Regions from separate parts of the Gossypium hirsutum genome. Here all the other regions are linked to region 1. The links are chromatin contacts, called in public Hi-C maps. All regions are on one chromosome and are shown on one strand. Each heading gives the region's core, a stretch centred on a gene start, on an enhancer-like site or on the middle of the called end of the contact. The rest is flanking DNA. Distances are from core to core; before and after follow the strand shown. Region 1 holds the start of LOC107927789 (phytochrome A-associated F-box protein). Region 2 holds the start of LOC107926503. Region 3 holds the start of LOC107926893 (U1 small nuclear ribonucleoprotein A). Region 4 holds the start of LOC107928822.

The links. A called contact is a pair of places that touch in the nucleus more often than the background predicts.
Region 2: a Hi-C map of leaf shows a contact between it and region 1, with 1.6 times the contacts expected there. The contact joins the promoter of LOC107926503 here to the promoter of LOC107927789 in region 1. A contact is called at or near these places in 6 of 34 Hi-C or Micro-C datasets (callus and leaf).
Region 3: a contact with region 1 is called in a Hi-C map of leaf, with 4 times the contacts expected there. The contact joins the promoter of LOC107926893 here to the promoter of LOC107927789 in region 1. A contact is called at or near these places in 6 of 34 Hi-C or Micro-C datasets (hypocotyl and leaf).
Region 4: a Hi-C map of leaf shows a contact between it and region 1, with 2.9 times the contacts expected there. The contact joins the promoter of LOC107928822 here to the promoter of LOC107927789 in region 1. A contact is called at or near these places in 6 of 34 Hi-C or Micro-C datasets (anther, callus and leaf).

The regions. Positions count from the first base shown.
Region 1 is chrA08:16,760,045-16,763,053 of Gossypium_hirsutum_v2.1, reverse strand. LOC107927789 (phytochrome A-associated F-box protein) reads left to right here and starts at 1,508. Exons shown (of 2, transcript XM_041074767.1): 1 at 1,508-3,009. It overlaps LOC107927694 (NADH dehydrogenase [ubiquinone] iron-sulfur protein 5-B), which reads left to right. Exons shown (of 2, transcript XM_016858832.2): 2 at 35-349. The coding sequence ends at 136.
Region 2 is chrA08:17,178,966-17,181,974 of Gossypium_hirsutum_v2.1, reverse strand. It overlaps LOC107926503, which reads left to right and starts at 1,580. Exons shown (of 1, transcript XM_016857407.2): 1 at 1,580-2,531. The coding sequence starts at 1,899. The coding sequence ends at 2,375. LOC107952908 (a long non-coding RNA gene) reads right to left here and starts at 1,283. Exons shown (of 2, transcript XR_001698985.2): 1 at 651-1,283; 2 at 1-461.
Region 3 is chrA08:17,071,554-17,074,562 of Gossypium_hirsutum_v2.1, reverse strand. LOC107926893 (U1 small nuclear ribonucleoprotein A) reads left to right here and starts at 1,581. Exons shown (of 5, transcript XM_016857870.2): 1 at 1,581-1,923; 2 at 2,012-2,184; 3 at 2,535-2,628. The coding sequence starts at 1,839.
Region 4 is chrA08:16,454,015-16,457,023 of Gossypium_hirsutum_v2.1, reverse strand. It overlaps LOC107928822, which reads left to right and starts at 1,522. Exons shown (of 27, transcript XM_041074422.1): 1 at 1,522-1,839; 2 at 1,962-2,187; 3 at 2,292-2,428; 4 at 2,969-3,009. The coding sequence starts at 1,759.

The sequences.
Region 1 (3,009 bases), core at 259-2,758:
CATCCATTTTGTTCAATGTTGATAATTATTGCAGTTTCAGCGAAGAAATAGGATTTACAAGGAAGAGCAACGAAAAATAAGAGCTGCCGCACGAAAAGAAAAGGATGGCGGAGATGGTGTTCACCATCATGCATGATGATAATTTGTGATCATTCAAATTTCCAAGAAAAATAATGCATGGAGATTGTTGTATTTTTGTTGGATCTTTCCTATATTTCCTGTTCCTTGGAATGGAGACTGTTGTTTTGAGCCCGTGCAACAGAGGCAATGGTTAATCTTTCATCACTAGACCTGGATGTGACAGCAATATTTGCGACTTTAATTTTCAAATTCTGAGAATTTTATTTTAGTTCAGCTGGAGCATTATTGTTTAAATCGAATTAAACTGATTGGATCAGAACTGATTGGATCAGAAATTGATTGGGATACTAATTTGGAGAGAGAGATTAAACTGATTAATTTGTAAACCGGTATGAATCGATTGAATCAGCTTCAGAATTAGTTCTTTTAAAAAAAATTTCTTTTATGAATTTTTAATAATAATTTATTTAATTGAATTGATTGAACGGTAACCTATCCTGTTTTTACTATGAGCACATATCCTTGTGTGACATGGATGTCCTCCTTAGAAGCAAGCGTGGTAAAAAAAGAAAAACAGATCATATTTCTATGAGTTCATGATGATTATTCATTTTTTATATTGATTGCTTATTTATAAGGTGAGTGGAAGATTAAGGAAAAAAAGAGAGCTTATTTTAAGTTACTTTCCTCAGTTTTAAACAAAATTTTCAGAATTGAATCGGTGGTTGAATCGGTCAAGTAATTAGTTTGAGCAGTTTGATTAGTTTATATAATTTAATTACATTAATTATTAAAAAAAATTATAAAAATTAATTAAATATTGACATGTCATCCACGTGTATGTCGCTATGTCAACAAAGTTAACAGAAGCTAAATTTTTCATTCATTTTGGATGATTTGACAAAAAATGTAAATTTAAAAGTTAAAAAGATAAAAAAATTAAATGAAATTCTAAAATGATCTTTTTATATAAAGTTAAGAGGGCCAAAAATAATAATAATTATGCCTAAATTATATTATATCATGCGATAAACAAAGAGATGTAAAATTTTTATTTTGGATCAAATAAAAGAATTTTATTTATTAAATTTTGAAAGTTATAATCTTTGAAATTTTTTATAAATAATTTTTTTTTAATTTTATTTGATTGAGTTTGGATCTATTTTTTTTTTAATTTTATTATTGGCTTCAAGTGTTATTTGTAAAGAAATTAAATTTAATGGTCGTTAAAATTATAATACCTTATTTTAGGGTTTTTAAGTAAACCTAATCCCGATTTATAGGCGGTTATAATCTTAAAACTGATTTGGAGAATTAACTTTTGTATATTAATCTTAAATTTTAATAAGTTGATCATCAATTAGAAATTAGTTAACAGACTACTAGATTTAAATATTCTTTATTTTTAAAGTTGTATAACAGAAAACGATGGACCTTACGGAACACGATGGCAATGATGAAGGCAAACCAGCGAGTAGATCAACAAAGAAAGTTAGAATACGAGAAATCGAGGAAAATCAGGATGTCGCAATGGAAGCTACACAAGAAATTGGAAAATCTCTTTCTTGGAAAGACCGACTGATGGGCAGAGGGCTTTACTCGAATGAGAAAACAACAATCGCAATAGGTTTGGACGAAGATGAGGACTTTGAGTTATTGGAAGAAGACGTGGAACGTTCAACAATCGATGGCATTGCTTCGATTAAATTTTCTGATCGAATCAACCAAATCCTCATTAAACACATGGAATTCACAGTAGTAATTAAACTATTGGGGAGAAATATAGGTTATAATGCACTGCAAAACAAAGGTAAATTCGCTTTGGAAACCCTCTCAACCATTCCGGCTAATGGACGTGGAAAACGGGTATTTTCTAGCAAAATTCAAAAACTCAGAAGATTTTGAGAAGGCGTTGTGCCAAGGGCCTCGGGTTATTTTTGGTCAGTACTTAACAGTATAACCATGGACTATAGACTTCAACCCCATTCAACCGTACCCAAGCACAGTCATAGTTTGGATCTGACTTCCTAGATTACCTGGCCATATGTATAAATGGCAAGTTCTACGAGAAATCGGGGCGACGATCGGAAAAGTCGTAAAGCTTGATTTCAACACCGATAACGGTGTAAGAGGAAGATTTGCGAGGATGGCGGTTTTCGTTAATCTAGACAAACCCTTGATTTCTCATGTTATGATCAATGGTTTTACTCAACGAATCGAGTATGAACAACTCCTAATGGTGTGTTTCCAGTGTGGGCACTATGGACACACAAAAGAAATATGGCCCAAATGAGAGAAGGGATTAGAAGGATTTGGAGAAGGCAGTCCAGGAGATAAACCGAAACAGAGTCTCACCATGAGGGAAAATAAAGACGAGAACTCCAGTCGCGGTGGCTACGGCCGTGGATGCTTGTTGAAAAAAAGGCAAGAAAAACTGGCAAAGTAGGACGGAAGGTTGACGGAGGAAGCACAGCCGGGGCAGAAAGGAACTCAAGATTCCAGGTGTTGGAAACCCTAGATGACGATGGGTCTTCCAAAGCCCATGAAGAGGAAATAGAAAGTGGTACTTTACATATCCAACCAGGCCCTATCGTGTTGGGTCCAGGAAGAAAAGATGGCCCTATGCACAAGGACCAAATCTCGCACCACACTGACGGGTCAAAATTAAGAACCCAAGCTACAGACTCCTCTTAGACCAACAAAAATCCAGGCCAGAAAGGGGATATAATAAACCTACAAGGGCATTTAATTTCTAACAAAAGAGAGACCATTAATGCGGTTTCACGTAACCCAGTCCGGCAGCAAGCACTGAGTTTAGCAACAGTAACAGATGGGGTTAAACAAGATAAAGCTGGCATCGAAAATAAAATCAATTTATTTTCTGAATAAATTGCTGCAGGCTTTCAGGAGCTCCAGGTCAACAGCATC
Region 2 (3,009 bases), core at 331-2,830, 420 kb before region 1:
CTCTTACTATTGGTATTCTGGAACTGCAACTTTGGACTACTGAAAACTATGGAACTGTCTGCAGTACCAATGGCTTGAAGGAGATGTCTGCAGTTGTTTGAAAACTCATCTAATTCTTCTGCATTCAAAAGCCCGACCCACCAATGTCTTTGAATCTGTTTCTCCCCCATAGCTAGAGAAGGATTTCTCATCAAGTTAATAGATTATTTGGAGGTTTCTCTGTACAGTAGCGTCTTATACACCAAAAGCAGCAACATTGTTACTATGTGCCCAAAAAATTAGATATTAGCTCAGTCGACTGAATTGTAATGCAAGAAAGATACCTAATAAAATAGGGTTTCTAAGATATTAGCTAATCTTTTACCATGTGTTCCCATTACCAAAGCCTCTACTCTGCATCAAACTTTTTGCCTGCTTTACGTACTTGTAATGGAGAATGCTCTTCAACAGGCTGAGCAGCCCTATAACAAATACAACACTCACTATTTGCATAATTCCTTTCAAGTCCATTTCCAATTAACTAAGCAATAAAGTAGCACAGCAAGTATTTTTGACGAGTAACATAGATTAAGGAAATGCAAATATTTTCTAACCTAAAAAAAAAAACAAAACAATAACTGTAATAAGAAACTCGATTAAGGAAACTTTACCATAATCGTTCAAGAATTTCTTGTGGCGATTGTAGGCGTTGAGGCTGCGAATGTGAGCTTGGTATTGTCTTAATGCCTCCAAACTCCAGCAGCACCGCTATATACTCTCCTAAAAAAACAAACAGCTCCTTCACCTCTCTTCATCTTCAACCTTTTTCATTTCTATGGATGCTCATTTTCATCGTCTCACTTCAGGTAACCATTCTCTTTATGGCTCGCGTCGTCCCTTTCTACAATCGTCTAACCCATTTCCCGAACCCAGTAATTTTTTTTTCTTTTTCTTCTTCTTCTTTTTCTCCTCCTCCTCTTTCTTTTTCTTTTTCTTTTTCTCTAGCCCTAAAATGGTGCTAAGAGGGCTGTTAAAGTGAGTCACCGGCCAACTGGACAATTTTTTTACAGCAATGACGTCATCACCTGCCACGTCACTTTGCCGTGACGTCTGTGACGGAAAATGGCAAAAAGAACTGTTTTGTAACTTTTCGAAAGTTGAGTGATTAAAATGAAACCTAAGCGACCGTTTTGTCAATTACCCCAAAGTTGGGTGACTATTGGTATAATTTACCCAAAATATTTTTTGCCTCATCATTTTAAAAAGTGATAGCATTAATATTTTTTCTTATTTTCTAATGTCATTTATTAATATGAAATAAAACTTATCAAACAAGTTTTTATATATAAAGTCTATTTTTCTTTATTTTTTTAAACAATGTAGAATATGATATATGAATATATATAGATTCATAATTCATTTGCAGCTTGTTTCTAAACAATATGGGAAATAAGATTTTGAGTCTATATAAATATCTGTTTTGTAACTTTTATTTCTACAGTAATCAGTAGCAATAAGAAATAAGAAAAAAAATATTAGTGCTATCATTTTTAGTACTGATATGACAAAAAACGCTTTTAGCTAGTAGTTTTTTTCTATCAATACGCTGAAAATATGTTTAACTGGAAGTGTTTTTCCTGCATTTTCAGCTGGACCTGTCTTCGTAAAATCGGCCTATTTTCATAATTTTTCCAAAAATCAACTTCTTGATGTAAATTTTTTTATAAAAAAAAAAGGAATTTATGGGTATTTAAGTCAAAAGAAAATGTCTTTGTCGCCCACCTCGCGACTCGACCGGACTCAATTTATGGTGCACTCAGCAGCAGCCACATCTGACCTTTTCACTCCCAAATTTCCCTTATCCCCATTACAACAGAGATCTCCGCTCAATCGAATCCTGAAAACCAAAGATTTTTTCCATGCCTTGTCCAAGCAGAATCCTCCACTTCCTCATCCTAATCTCCCTCCCGGCTTCTTCATTCGCTGTAGCCGATGACGACAATCTATCCGCGTACCAAGCTCTTCAACAGTACGACTTCCCAGTAGGCATCCTTCCCAATGGCGTGGTTGGGTATGAATTGAACAGGGAAACGGGCGAGTTTTCAGCTTATTTGAGTGGAACCTGCAAGTTTGACATTGACTCATACCAACTCAGTTACGAATCCACCATAAAAGGAGTGATCTCCCCAGGCAGGATAACAAATTTGAAGGGAGTGAGCGTTAAGATTCTCTTCTTCTGGCTTAACATCGTTGAAGTGATACATAATGGGGACCAGATGGAGTTCTCCGTTGGGATTGCGTCGGCTAACTTCCCTATTGACAACTTTTATGAATCTCCTCAGTGTGGGTGCGGATTCAACTGCAATGGATTGAATGCTTTAGCATCTTCTATTTAGGTAAGTTGTGATATAACTAATAGATGATTTATAATTGGTACTTGTTTAGGCACTGTTCGGGTATGTTTACTGGAAATCTTTAGGGTATTTAACTTGGGCAGTTGGAATATGAATGCTTTCTATGATTTAAATCCTAGAAATTATTATTGGCATCAATCCTGTGACTTGTCTCTCTCTCCACTTTTATTTTTTAACTCTACTCTGTGCGTTCATTGGTTGGCATCTTTAAACTTACTCGGGTTCGTCCAAATAAAATAGTAAGTGCTTCTACACCGAGGAAAAATCTTCCCATGTTTTACCCAACAAATTGAGGGGATAAGGGCTCTAGGAAATATAGTCATTGAGAATTGATAGTTTCTCTCCTCAAGTTATAGCTCAAGGGGCCATGAACATCTTTTAGCTACAGGAATATCCTAGTCTTTGGTTTATAACTTTTTAATTCCACCAACAACAGTCGGGATTCATCGACAATTTATAACAGAAGTTGTTGAACAATCGAACTTCATGGGCCATGGTCTCCTTTGGATGCTAGTGATTGTGGCATCTTTAGTCTTTGCCCATCGACTCCTAGACCTATCCTAGGAGCTCAAATACAAGTCCACAATTAGTGGCGGCGTATCCAAAGATCGTGTGA
Region 3 (3,009 bases), core at 332-2,831, 310 kb before region 1:
TGTCAAAATTATTTTTTCTAGAACAATACTTAGCAATTAAAAAAGTTAAACCCTAAAACCCTAAACAATTAAAAACCTAATACTTTAATTTAAAAATTCCTAAACCCTAATCAAACTCAAGAACCTTAAACTTAGGCCCTAATTAGCAAATAACCCACTGAGGATTACATGGCCAAAAGCGCGTCCACGTCAAAGCGCTTGTGCTTGACACAAGGAAAAAAGCGCTGATGTGGAAGCGTTTTTCTGGGTTATCTCCTAAAAATGCGTCCATGTCAACGTATTTTTGTAGTTTTCGATCCATACCCGTTATTATTTTTAAAAATGGCCCATTTCTGTAAATAATTTAGGAAATAAGCCTTTATTGGTACTAAACACACTTATTAAAGTTTCAAATAAAAATTAAAAATTATCTCAGTTCAAATGGTAAATGAAAAAGTTTTATATGTATAGTGTCCATAGTTCAAATATCATTATGGATAATTTTTTATTGATTTATATAAAAAGACAAAAATACTCTCACAATCATATAATTTACTTTGGAAATAAGATAATTTTTTTAAATAATTCTCTAACTAAATTAAATTTTATTAATGAATAACACCAACTCAATAAAAAAAAATCATAGTGTTGCCAGCTACTCCACTTTGCCTTACCCAAATTTAATCCATTTTTATCAAAATCTCAAAACACTTGAATAGAGATTGCAATTGAATGACGTATTGATAATTGTCTTATCCACTTTAGTCCACTATTCTTACATGAATATCCAAATTTATCTTTATTTTTATTGATATCCACTACCTCTATAATCCTTTTACCATATTTAATTTTGTTTTGTAGTATTAATATATCAAATTAATTATTTTTCACATTGTTATATCATATTATAAGTTAAGCATGATCCAATATTTATTAGACCAAGGCATTCAACTTATTTAGCAGCTAATCAGAGAACACTTGACCTAACAACCACCTATCAATATTTGGTAATCTTGCCTAGAAGTATCCCCAACAATCAAGATTTTAGGGCCAACAAACTTACATATATAAACACGAGTTTGATTACGAAACTTCTCACCTTTTATCTTATTTCTAAATTTATATTTTATTGATATCAAATAGAATAATTACTTGTTAAAACATCAAAGTTAATTAGTTACTAATTTGAAAAAAAATATTACTTTACATTAATTACATATAATAAAATTATATTATACGTGACATTTATTTAAAATATTTTAATTATCATTTGAAAATTTTTCATCGTGATATTTGAATCAATAAATTAATGCATTTTAATTATACCCAAAAACGTTATTTTTAACGAATCATTGCAAATAATAGCATACTTTTTTTAAAAAATAATTAAATATTAGAATAAAAAATCATTTAGCTTGAAAGGAAAAAATAAAGCTTTTGATTTGATAATGAATTGATGTAAAATCTATGAAATTACTCAAAAAATTGACTTTCCAGACTTATTCCTACAGAGATTTGTGGATCCTAATTTGGGATGAGACTTGGACATGCTTATTATGTTGGTATCTTAATCTTAGAGATTAGTAGATGATTCTCGTATCTATCATTTTAATGGTTACTGTCAAAGCGAACCCTGCCCAAATACCCAAAGAGCATGGCCATTGGCCCTAATCGAGGAAAAGTGATCCATCTCAGCCCAATCTTATCTCAACCTTTCCGGATCTTCCCTGTCAACTCTTCTGCAACCGATTAGGGCAGTTTGACCCTAAAAAAAAAAAACCCAAGTTAAACCTCCGTTTTGCTCGTCTCACTCATTCATTGCTGCTTGATTGTGGTTAGAGCTTGAGCCAGGGGGAAACATGGCGGAGATTAGTCAGGATGAAGAAATTCCTCCCAATATGACATTATACATTAACAATCTCAACGAGAAGATCAAAATCGACCGTACTTATTTCAATTCTTTATTCAAATTAAAATGGATTTACATTGATTTTTTCTTCTTACTTTTTTTTTCCTTGAATGATGTTTGCAGAGTTGAAGAAATCGTTGCACGCTGTCTTTTCACAATTTGGGAAGATATTGGATGTGTTAGCATTTAAAACTCTGAAACATAAAGGTCAAGCTTGGGTTATTTTCGAGGATGTTACCTCCGCTACCAATGCTCTTGGGCGAATGCAGGGCTTTCCTTTTTACGACAAGGAAATGGTATACGCAGTATTTTTTTTTTCGAATTTTTTCTACCTCTGCATATTCGACAATTTTGTTTCTTCTGGGTTTTCAATTGATTTCTTTGTTCAGATTCTTCTTTTATATTTGACTATATTGGTTTGTTAGCCTTTTGTTGTTAGTGGAAAATGCATCAAATGACTGGGTTTCTTTTACTATGTCGAAAGTAAAAAAAAAATAAAAAATCAGAAGTATATGAAGTATTTATGGACACCAAAGTGGATTTTCTTTGTATTCCGGTGATTCATGTTAACTGTGTTCTCTGCTTCCATAAAGCATTAAAACCTTTGCTACTGTGAATAATGTATGTAACGTGCAATTATTTGCAGAGAATACAATATGCAAAGACTAAATCTGACATAATAGCAAAAGCAGATGGCTCTTTTGTCCCCCGAGAGAAGCGAAAGAGGCATGACGAAAAGGGTACTTTCCACTTTTTCTTTCACCTTTGGTTAGAAACGCTAACAATTGAGCAAGTAATATCGGTGTTGTTGCATGCCATTGTCTATGTATGTGCATGCAATTAGTATTGCTACAAATGTTGTTAATAATAGATTCTTTACTTCTACTTGGATTTATAGCCTTGAGTTTTTTAGACCTGCCTTCTAATTTTGCATGGCTTACTATTGAGATGTTGCTGATCAATTTGACATGCCCATTTAGATGCATTATAAATTGCCTTAATGTCAAAATAAATCTCCCTCCTTCAGCTCCTTCCTCTTCTGACTTTTATTTTCTTTTGCCCCACCAATTAAGTCATTAGTTTTGCCGGCATTGTTACCTTTGGTGCACATTAAGGTGTTG
Region 4 (3,009 bases), core at 273-2,772, 310 kb after region 1:
AACAGCGGTTCGAAATTTGATTAGAATGTTGATGTAGCCTTTTTTATTAGTATAAAACAAATTTAATAAATTTAGTTCTCAATGTTTACAAAATTTTTCATTTTAGTTCAAATTCTAAAAATATCAATCAATTTGGCCTTCAACATTTATACAATTTTTTTAAAAAAATTATAAATACAATATTAGGTCCAAATCAATGAAAAAGATAATACAAAATTGGTTCACCAATTAAACCAACAAGGGAGTTGAATAAATTTGGAAAAAGATCCAAAAAAGAAAATTTTGCAAAAAGTGTGTCATTCATTCAAAATTTAAAGATTTGAGTATTACCTATCATGATCAAAAGTGAGCACAAGCTTGGGTAAATTGCCTTCCCTTTGTGTTACTTTGACCCCAAAGCAACTGCAACAACCATGCTTGAGTATTTGCAGAAGAACATGAAGCAATTGGATTCTAAGTTTTGTGAGCTATCTTAATACAAGGGTTAAAACTGCACATTGCTAACTTAAAATTCTTTAAAAATTAAAATTTGTTATTTTGTAAATACTGAGAGTTAGATTTATTGAATTTTTTAGAATTTGAACTAAAATAACAAATTTTGTAAATATTAGGGCTAAATTTATTAATTTTTTTATATTTAGGATCAAATTGATATAATATGTAAATATTAGAATATTAAATTTATTATTAGACCAACAAAAAAAGCTCACGTCAACACTTCTCTCACTTCTCAAACTGCGATTAACGTTCAATAACTAAAATATTTGATTTTTTGTATTTTAGTGACCAAAATAAAACAAAGGTAATACTTTAGTGACTATTTCTATACTTTATTCTTCTTTAGAGTGAATTTGGATGATCAGTGCATTTATCTGCGATTAGTATAAAAATAGTAGTGATAGTGAGATTAGAAACTATAGCGTGAAATAAAAAGTAAATTAAACGCATGACACATCTTAATTTTCTTTAATTAAAAGAAAATCAAATACAGTATGAAAAATGACACATTTTTCCTAACTTTATTTGTCAAACCTTTTTTACCGATATCTGTCAAGTGTTTAAATTCCACGAAATGAATGAATTAGTTTTTTTTTTTTAAAGGCAATAAATGTAAATGTGAACACTTTTAACACTGACAGCTAGGGAGGCCACTTCAAGCCAGCATTGCCATACACTCGTAACCAAACAACCCACTTCACATCTTCCTAAGAAATTAGAAATCATAACGTCCCCCTTTATTTAAAAATATTCATAACGTCCTAACATAAAATTCTAATATTTAACATTATTATTATACAATTTTAATAATAATAATAAATATTTATTATTTTATAAAAATATTTTTTAATTGATAAAAATTATATTTAGGTTTTTTCTTTAAAAAATCATTATAACAATTTAATTAGTACATGAATTTTATTTTATAAAAGTATGAATTATGAGTTTAATTATATAAATAATAGGTTATTAGTGTTGAGAGACATTAATAAAAAAAAAGATAAATAAATAATAGGTTAAATTGCAGAGGGAAACTTAATAACTGATCTTTGCGCAATTCTTCACTTTCTGTTTTTTTTTTCCTTTTATTCCCTCTTCTCTTCTCTTCTCTGTTTCTGATTCTCTCTCTCTCCTATTTGTTTTATTGTTTGGCAACGCAAGACCCGAACCAGAAGGTGGTTAATTTTTGCAAATTAGAGAAAACCCAGAGAGGAAAAACCTCCTCCAAACCCTTCCTTTTCTCCATCGTTTGACATTGATATGGTCGAGACGCGACGGAGCTCTTCCTCTTCCAAACGCCCCCTTTCCTCTCCCCCTCCCACTTCTTCTAAACGATCCAAGGTCTTTTCTTTCTTATTCCTTATGGTTTTTACTTTGCATGTCTGTCCTGATACGTTCTCTTTAGATTTGAATTCCAGACTGATAGGCTTTTCTTTTTTTCTTTTTTTTTTCTTTCCCTTTAGGCATCTGAGCCGGCTTTGTCGTCCAACAATGGAGCTGCGGTTTCTGGACCGGTTAACGAAACCTTAGGTCCACCTAAGGAATCCGGGTCGGACTCACGGGTAATGGAGCTCCGATCCTCTGATCTACGGGTGTCCGATGCGGCTAAGGCCGTTGATGCGTCTCCCATCGATAAGCCTGCCGTTGCTGATCTGGAGAACGGTACTTTGGTGGCTCCGCGGTCCTCAGGTGCCATCCAAATTGATCTTCCATTTTGTTTTGTGAGGTTCTATTTTTTATTTTTTATTTTTATTTTTTGGGTTTTGATGTGGGGGATTATTTTGGTTAATTAGGTGAAGCTGCTGTAAATGCGGATAAAGTGGAGACGGTTGCTGCAGGGCTTACTGGTCGGGCTAAGAACAGGCCAATTAAGCCTGCTAAGTTAGGTTCTAAATTCCCGTGGGGAAAGCTTCTTTCCCAGCATTCTCAAGTATGTTTTCTGAAATGACATTCTTTTTAATTATGGGCTGGTTTTTGGTTCCTGGTCCCTTTGTTTAATCGTGTTCAGTTAGAACTGCCTATTGGAATCCTTGTTCTTTTAGCCAATAAATGAAGTGAAGAAAATGTGTTTTGTCCATGAACTATTTATGGCAAAAACGGATTTTAAAACTTTGTGCAGTTGAATTTTATGGAACAAGGAAATATTACTGTATAATTTGCTGGTAAAATGATGATTTGGTTCCAATCATTGAGTGGAATCTTGGAGTTCATCATGATTTAAATCCTAACTTAAGAGAGTCAATTTGGTAGGAAAATTACTTTTAGGCTGCCTCAGAGAGTCAGCTTTCTGTTGTAGTGAGGTCTAACCTCAGTAGTCATGGGAAGGTATTCTGTTGTTGAATTTCATTAAGGGAGGATCTTCCATCAAGCCACAAACCAATCAGCCTCTTTATATTGGTTTTAATACTTCTGGTTGTTTTCATGCTAAAATGATGTGCTTCCACTTCTTATTAATGTTCATATCATCCAGAATCCTCACTTAGTCATGTGTGGCACACTATTCACCGTTGG